Regions from separate parts of the Mus musculus genome. Here region 2 is linked to region 1. The links are chromatin contacts, called in public Hi-C maps. All regions are on one chromosome and are shown on one strand. Each heading gives the region's core, a stretch centred on a gene start, on an enhancer-like site or on the middle of the called end of the contact. The rest is flanking DNA. Distances are from core to core; before and after follow the strand shown. Region 1 has its middle 24 kb from the start of Gm51552. Region 2 has its middle 75 kb from the start of Dynlrb2.

Region 1 (4,307 bases), core at 98-2,597:
AAAAGCCTGTTGTTTTGATATATACGTGTGTGTGTGTGTCATTGTGTCATTGAATATAATTGCTGGAGATCTGATAGTTTCTCTATAGCATATATCAAAACTAGAGATCACAATGCATTGGTACAATGTCAAGCACACACAGAGCCCAGAATGAGCCTTTGGGTGGGTGGGGGGGGGGCGTTAGCACTACAAAAAAAATCCCCTGTATTTCTAGGTAAAAGTTGCAAATATTTTAAGGCTTTCCTATACAAAGAAGTTTCTAGAAAATTACATCTCTCTGCACTCTTGGGAATATTGCTATGCAGTTTTTAAAGATCATTATTAATTTGGAAAGCAACGTCTCTTTGTTAACAATACCTTAATAGTATTCCCTGACTTTATTCCCTTTGGAGACTCCCATTTTTGTTTCAAGCGACTCATCTTCAACCCCAAACCCAGTGACATCCCCTAAAGAGCTCCAAGAGGCAAACAAAGACCCAGCTAGGCTACTTGGTGTGCATAGGTGGTTGTGTTTACAAAGATAAGTGTATACATGCTCACTATGGCATACCAAGTGAAGATATATACAGAGGCCCAATATAAAGTTGGCTTTAAAAGACTCATCTAACCACTCGTTTTAAATCTTTAGTGGCACAAATGAACAACTTGGCCTTCAGCTTTAACGTGCGATTCACAGCCAAGACGAGCAGCTGTTAGCAGTTTGTTGAGGAGAGAAAAAGAAGTCTAGAGTAACAGAGGCTATGGCACATATCAGGCTCTGTGCTGGGTGCCACGGTGCGGTTTCTCCCTCTTCCTCTCACCATATTTTCCAGTTCTTGGTCTAAGGAAGTCAGTGCTAAGGTTAAGAGGTATCACAACCTCTAGCCAGCACTGCAACAGTCACTGCCTTGTACTCAAGTCCTCTCTTAAGTAGAGCCCTGCCTCTGTGGCCACTTGGACAGCAACTCTTCTATTGGCTTCTTCCTTGTCACTTAGGAATCTTTACTGTTCCCTTTGCATCCTTGTTCAGATACCGAGTAAGATGCTGAACACAGGCGCTGATCACAGACTCGTCTTTGGCTCTCTGAACTGTGACGTTCACTTAGGAGCTTGATAGCTGGGAAGGCCTGGTGATCAGAACACTTCCCGGAAGGAGCTTGTATGCTTCCTTCTTGGGTCTTTGGGTTCTCCTGAGGCCATATCAGTGTGCCTTGTTGGGTTAAAATTCTCCAGCTGAGAGTGACATCTGCCACAGAGATTTCCTCTTCCTCCCAGCTGGGCCCACACATCGCCATGAGTGAGTCATAAGCGAACACTGGAGCTGCCTCCTCTCTCTGTGGGACTTTGAGTCCTCTAACCATACTTGGGCTTTGGTCTCCCTGTAAGGATGATTCAGCGGAAACTTATGGTGAAATGGATCACCATAGCAACTTTCAGTAGATACCCATGCAAATTAGAGAGTGGAAAGGTACGGTTTTCAACATCCCCAGACCAACTGCTACCTTCTGAGGCCTGTGGGGATTGGATCCCAGACACTTTGAAGCTGACACGCAGTCAGCCCAACTGTGTATCACACCTGGCCCCGATCTGCTGAAACCTTCAGAAGCTACCAGGAGATAAGCGGAGCCAGAGGAGGTGGCTTCCCCATGCTAGATTCCACGTTGGGTAGGGAAGAGATCTCAAAGTGGATCTGGGAAATAGCAGGGAGGGGTGTCATGCTTTTCTCTGTGTTATTCACCAGCCTTAGAGTCTACATCAAACACAGTAGATGGACCTACAGAATTTTTGTCAGTCAGAAGAAGGTGACTGTGGAGCTCAGCCGGGACCCAGAGTGTCTGCAGGAGGGATTAGAAAGTCTTTGGTACATATTAGTCTTTTGATAAATGAAAGCTACTTCTGGTCTCCCCTCTGTAGCTCCACAGCCTCCTGTCCTTGTTTTTCCTTCTTCCTTTTTTTCCCCTTGCTTTGGTGTGTGTGTGTGTGTGTGTGTGTGTGTGTGTATGTGTGTGTGTGTGTGTTCATATGGACAGGTACATATGGAGATCAGGGGTTGACATTGTCTTCCTTGGCTGCTCTTCACATTATCATTTGACCCTGGTTTCTTACTGAGCCTGGACCTCAGTCATTCTGCATGATAGTAAGCCCCAGGGTTCCTCCTCTTTCCATTTTCCCAGCAATGTGATCTCATGCACACCACCATGGTATCTGTTCCTGTTTTTTTTTTTTTTTAAATTGATTTAGGTGACTGGGCTCTAAAGACAGGCCTACACAGTTCAGCCGTTGGACTGGGATGGGATGTGCTGCTGTGTGCTGAAATGTCAGGAAGGTAAGTGGGTGTGGAAGAAATGGATCACTGGGACAAACCTGCTGTAGGACGAGCTTCTCTTGTGGTCACTCATCTTTGTGCCAAGATAGGTGGAACTCACTGGGTGAGATCTGCACCAGCCCCAAAGGAAGGGCATTTATGCCACCCCTGGGGGCAGAGTTCTAGGACCTCACAACTTCTCAAAAATTCCTGAGGATGCTGTCAAGCTACAGCACCATGTCTGCCTTGCTCTGCTTCCAAGAGTGAAGTGTCGAAGGGGAGAGAAGGGAATAGGTTGAGTCCAGGGAAAGGAGAGAGAAAAGACACTAGACAAAGGCTGCTGAGCTGCCTTAGTGAGTTCAGGTTGTACAAGCCTAAGGGCCCGGGTTTGAGCAGCACCCATGTTAAAAGAAAAAAAAAAGCCCACAAACAAGTCTAGTTCTTTGAGGATTTCCCAAAATTCCAGTGCTGGGAGGCAGAGACCAGAGGGTTTTGGGTTTCCTAGCCAACTGGTCTAGGGGAACAGCAAGCTACAGAATGAGTGTGGGAACCTGTCTCAAAAGATGACTGAGTAATATTCAACATTGACCTCTGGCTTCCAAATGCAAGAACATGCCCCAACACACACACACACACACACACACACACACACCCCACAAAATTAAATGAAACTAAAGTTGTTGACAGGCCTCCAGTCTTTGACATGGTTAACAATCATCTCTAAAAGAGAATGTTCCAGAATTGGCAGTTGGGCTCATCCACAGGACCTATTTCCTTTTGCATGGTGGGGGGTCGGAGATCTGACATTGTGCATAGCAGCTAACTGCCTTCCTATAGGCTTTCTAATCAACTTCCAGCCCCAAAGACCAGTATAGAAGATTAGACTGCCTCTCTGAGGTCTCTCTTTTCATGGTCCTTCAGAGACTTCCACACACCAACTTTATCCATTGTCTTCTTTACATCAGTAAGTCATATGATCCAAATTGTAAGGACATAAATCTTGCAGGTGGGTGGAATGAGGACGCACACCCACACACCTTTTCTTCATTTAAAATCCAGGTCTTAAATTGCAGTGCAGTGATTCTCAAAGGGTTGGTAATGCTTAAAACAAATTGCTAATGTTAAGGGGGAGGGAACATTATAATCAGGCATAAATTACACACGTATATATTCTATGTACCCATGAACTTGGGTATGTCCATTTAATGACTTGTTTGCCCTGATCGACAAACCAATTCCATCAAACTAAGAAACCAAAGCAGCCACAGGACCACGACAACAGTACAGATTGATTCCAGAAGATGCTGCACCCAGAGCTGCTCCTATCCTGAGAAATAGACATAGTCTTTTAATTTTTATCACTTCATAATCAGGTTATCAGACATGGGCCCTAGTCCTGTGATGCTGCAGGCCCTGTTCTGCGGAGTATCACCAGTAATCCTAACAGCGACTTTCAAGTTTGGCAAAAGACTCATATTTTTTTTTCTCAAGGTGTACTGGTTGGGGAAAAAAAAAAAACCTTCAAGCTTTAAGAGGATAAGTTTTTGCCTTTCCCAACCTGCCTTAACAGACATAAAGAGGGTGGGACAAGGCCTGGAACTCTCTGGGAGCAGGCGTTGTCTCTGGCAGGAGACAGAAGCACCAGATAGCATCACTGGAGATATTAACATGGCGGCAGAGAGCTTGAAGGTCTTGCTGCTCAGAGAAAGATGGAAACAAATCAAAGAATTTCTGGTAAATTGGGTCATAATATTCCCTCCCTTATTGCTTGCCAATGAGAGAGAGAGAGAGAGAGAGAGAGAGAGAGAGACAGGAAAGAGAAAGACAGGACAGAGAGAGACAGAGAGAAAAGAGAGACAGAGAGCATAGATGTAACCAATTGACAGCGAGCAGATTCTGAAAAACAAGCATCCTGTAGTGGCAGGTCCATCCATCCCACAAACATAAGCTGGGTCATTGCTTTGTGTCTGACACTGCCCTGAATTCCAGTCTCTGAACTCAGCTACACATATATACCTGGGAT
Region 2 (3,730 bases), core at 915-3,414, 690 kb after region 1:
TAAAAGTATAGGATGCTCTTGCTAAGGACCTGAGCTCAGTTCCCAGCGCCCCATGTTACGTGGCTCAACGATCACATGTTATTCCAACTCCAGGGGACAGGATCCCTTCTTGAGTCACTCTACCATTGAACCACACATTCAATCCTTAGAATGTTTCAAACCCTAAATTCTTTGACATGTAAGTCTGTAGTCACGAGCCATTAGGTATAAGAAAACAGTTGCTAGGGTATATATGAGTAACCCATCTAAAACAACATGACTCTAACTTATTATTCTCCTCTATATGAAAATATCAATGATATTTGCTTGCCTTTTAAATTCAATGAATACTGTTATTTTAAAGATTTATTTACATATGTGCATGTGCTACCTGTGTGCCCCAAGTGAGCCATATGTATGCCACATGTATGCCAGGTACCTATGGAGGCTCGAAGATTTGGACTTTGATGAAACTGTCACTTGGGTCTGTTATCAGAGATCTATCTAAGGTAAGATGTTGGTTCCTGTCAGGAAAAGTCTCCCAAGTTCACCCAAGTTTTGTTTCCTATCCCTTCCCTCCCCGTCCTGTTTGCTGTACAGCAGGCCACGGCTGAGAGGCAGAGCAGAGTTCTTTGGATATAAAGCATTCACATAAAACTGGCCAAGCAGAAGTTACCCCCACTGCACACTTCTCCCAACTTGCTTATCCAATGTCTCTCTGGGACCTATGAGAAGACCCACAACAGGTGTGGAGCTGAACTGGAGGATGGGTGGCACAGAAGGGGGGAGGAGAAGGGGGAGAGAGAGGGAAGAGAAGAGATGAGGAGAGGAAGAAGAGAAGAGGAAGAGGGGGACAAAAAGGAAGAAGAAGGAGGAAAAGGGGAAGGGGAAGGGGAAGGCAGAAGCATCCAGGTATGTATGGAAGCCTGAGTTTATCCAAACCAAGACAAAGGGATAGCATGAAACCTCTGGACAGCTGTTCTTGCATCTCTACATTCTGGGGTATGGTTTGGGTTATGTACGTATGATTTAGATTAAATCCAAGGCCTACCTTTAACATTCTTATGGACTCTGTGCACAGTCACGATTGCGCAAACATAAGAGCTAGCAGAAGAGGAATGTATACTCCCTTCTTCTGTGAAGAGCGTCTCAGGAGTCATTTACAGGACTGTTCCAGAAGCCTGTGACCTGACCCATAATAGACATCCAACAGATACACCCTTCCCCATGTGTCCTTGCCTGGCTGGCTCCTCAAGGTTTTGAGCATCTCCAATGTAGATAGAGTTGAGATTACAAATCTGCAAATAAGAAAGAGGAGGAGTAAGAGAAGGAGGGAAGAAGGATGAAGAGAAGGTAGTGGTAGGGGAATAAGAAAAGGAGGGAGGACATTAAAATATACAGAGCAAGCATAGTGCTGCCAAGTGTGTTTCTCACACATCCCTGACAACTACCCATGAGGAAGACATCATCAGACTCATGAAACTGTAGAGGAGCCGAGACGTCGGAAAAGGGAATCTTCACTGCTTTGGCTCCAGACACCTAAGTCACCGAAGTCTGCCTAGATTCCAATTTCCTAGTTTGCATTTTATCACCTTGCACCCAGGACCTCAAGTCTGGTCTGAACTGTCTCATCCCATAATAGTCTTTGTCACCAAAAACATCCAGAAAGAGGAAGTAAACGAGAAAGCATATGACCTTAGTCTCACTCACCCAGATTTAGACAGAGAGGAAAGCATTGCAAGAGATGACACCAGAGCTCACTGTTTCCAGGGAGGGACACACTTGAAGAGACAGAGGCTGAGACTCTACTGCAGACACTGCTGACAGCTCTCTGGGGAATGCTGAGTAACAACTCCAGTCTCTGACCCTCAATATCCTCACCTACAGACTGAGCATTTGGATGACTCCGGGACACAGAAGCCCCCATCTCCAACATATATGTCATCCTAGGCCCTACGTTCCAGATAGCAAGCTGAAATCTGGGGAACCTGTATTTTTTTCAGGCCCTCAGACACAACTCTGTCTCCTCCATGTAGCCTAAACCAGAGATAAAAGTTAAGAAACTTGACTCTATGGGCTAGAGAGGGGCTCTGTGGTTTAAAGTGGCTACTGCTCTTACAGAAGGCCCGTTTGGTTCGGTATATCCATATTGGGCAGCTCACTCCCTCCTGTAACTTCAGCTCTACTGGAGTCAGCTCCCTCTTCTGGCTTTCATGGGAACCTACGTGCATATGTACAGCGTGTGTGTGTGTGTGTGTGTGTGTGTGTGTGTGTGTGTGTACAAGAACAAATTGAAAAATTGAAAAAAAAATTTTAAATAAAAATAAAATAAGGAAACTTGAATGGAGAAGGGACAGAACGCATCCCTGATCAGCTTCAGCCAAGCGAGGATTATTCTGCAGTTTCTATTTGCCAAAGGAAAATTACATTCCACAACACCCAGAGGAGGAGGTGAAGGGAGGAAGCTGCTGCTTCCAATGAGGACTTCATTCCAGAAATCCCACATACTGGCCTCACAAGAGCCCTAGTGTGATAAAGAGATGACTATTTCGGATGAGAGGATCCAGTCCTCCGGGAGAGGTGGGAGGAGGACAAGGCCAGGGCTCACTCCCAGGGAAGTGCAGCTCAGCCCTCAATTGCGATATGGATACTGCATTTCCAGGGTAATGACTTCAACCTGGTGGAGCCAAAAACCTGTCGCCATTAAGTATGTTTTCAATTGGGAAATGGAAGCACATAGGTGCTGGCAGCAACACAGGAAAGCAAGTCTTCATTAGAGCCTGAGAGTTCACGCCCACATCTGGGCCGGGCGGTGCGGCCGCTGCCAGGCCTGGCACAAGCTTGTGCCATCTCTCAGCCTCAGAAGTCAGAATGGGAGGACACCATTTTCTCAGTAAATTTCCGGGTTTTAAAAACAACTGCCAGGACATGGGGAAATGGCTCAGTCAGTAAAGAGTTTGCTATGGAAGCATGACAAAGCAAGCTCAAGTCCCTAGAACCTCTGTATGAAATCTGGGCACAGTGGGACATGCCTGTAATTTCTGCTCTGGGGAGGTGGAGACCGAACCCAGCTGATTCAGGTAAGAAACTCTGTCTCAAAAACTAAAGGAGAGAACTACTGAGGTAGATGCTTTTCCTAGTTTCATTTCCATTGCTGTTTTCATCCTGAACAGAAAATAACACAACACAAAACAAAACAAGCAAACAAAAACAAACAAACAACAACAACAAAAAAAAAAAAACCAAAGAGGTGAAAGGGTCTTATACTTACAAACTATAATTCATTATTTTGGGAAAGTCAAAGTAAAGATGTACAAGTCAGGAGTGATCAATGAATGCATCCTTGTTTCCTTGCTCCCAGCTAGCTTTCTCCTCTGTTATAGTTTCAGAACTCACTGCCTACGGGATGGTGCCACCCACAATGGACTGTGTCTTCTACATCAATCACCAATCAGGCCATGCTTAGAAGTCAACCTAACCTAGATAATTCTTTATAAAGACTTGCTTCTCAGGTGATTCTAGAGTGTGTCAAGTTGGCAGTGAAAACCAAACCAGCACAGTACCTAACGTCAACCTCTAGCCTAAGCAAACACACACATATATGAACACACAAATGAACATATAACATGCATATATATATATATATATATATATATATGCCATAAAATCTGTTATTCCCATTTTCAACTGAACATAAGTTTTTCCTGATACCGCACATTTCTGAACACTCTACCCACAGCTCTCAACCTTC

The links. Hi-C and Micro-C count contacts between places; a contact is called where the count stands out from the background.
Region 2: a Hi-C map of bone marrow-derived macrophages shows a contact between it and region 1, with 15 read pairs. The contact joins two enhancer-like sites. A contact is called at or near these places in 1 of 484 Hi-C or Micro-C datasets (bone marrow-derived macrophages) and 1 of 115 datasets of contacts at active chromatin or transcription factors (embryonic basal ganglia).

The regions. Positions count from the first base shown.
Region 1 is chr8:115,741,469-115,745,775 of GRCm38.p6, forward strand. No RefSeq gene overlaps it. Among named protein-coding and RNA genes, the nearest start is that of Gm51552, 24 kb to the left of the region's middle. Within about 2 kb of position 1,348, at least 44 of the 459 cell types and tissues checked have an H3K27ac peak or open chromatin away from gene starts, as enhancers often do. A contact at or near this core is called in bone marrow-derived macrophages, where this site is marked.
Region 2 is chr8:116,427,672-116,431,401 of GRCm38.p6, forward strand. No RefSeq gene overlaps it. Among named protein-coding and RNA genes, the nearest start is that of Dynlrb2, 75 kb to the right of the region's middle. Within about 2 kb of position 2,165, at least 29 of the 459 cell types and tissues checked have an H3K27ac peak or open chromatin away from gene starts, as enhancers often do. A contact at or near this core is called in bone marrow-derived macrophages, where this site is marked.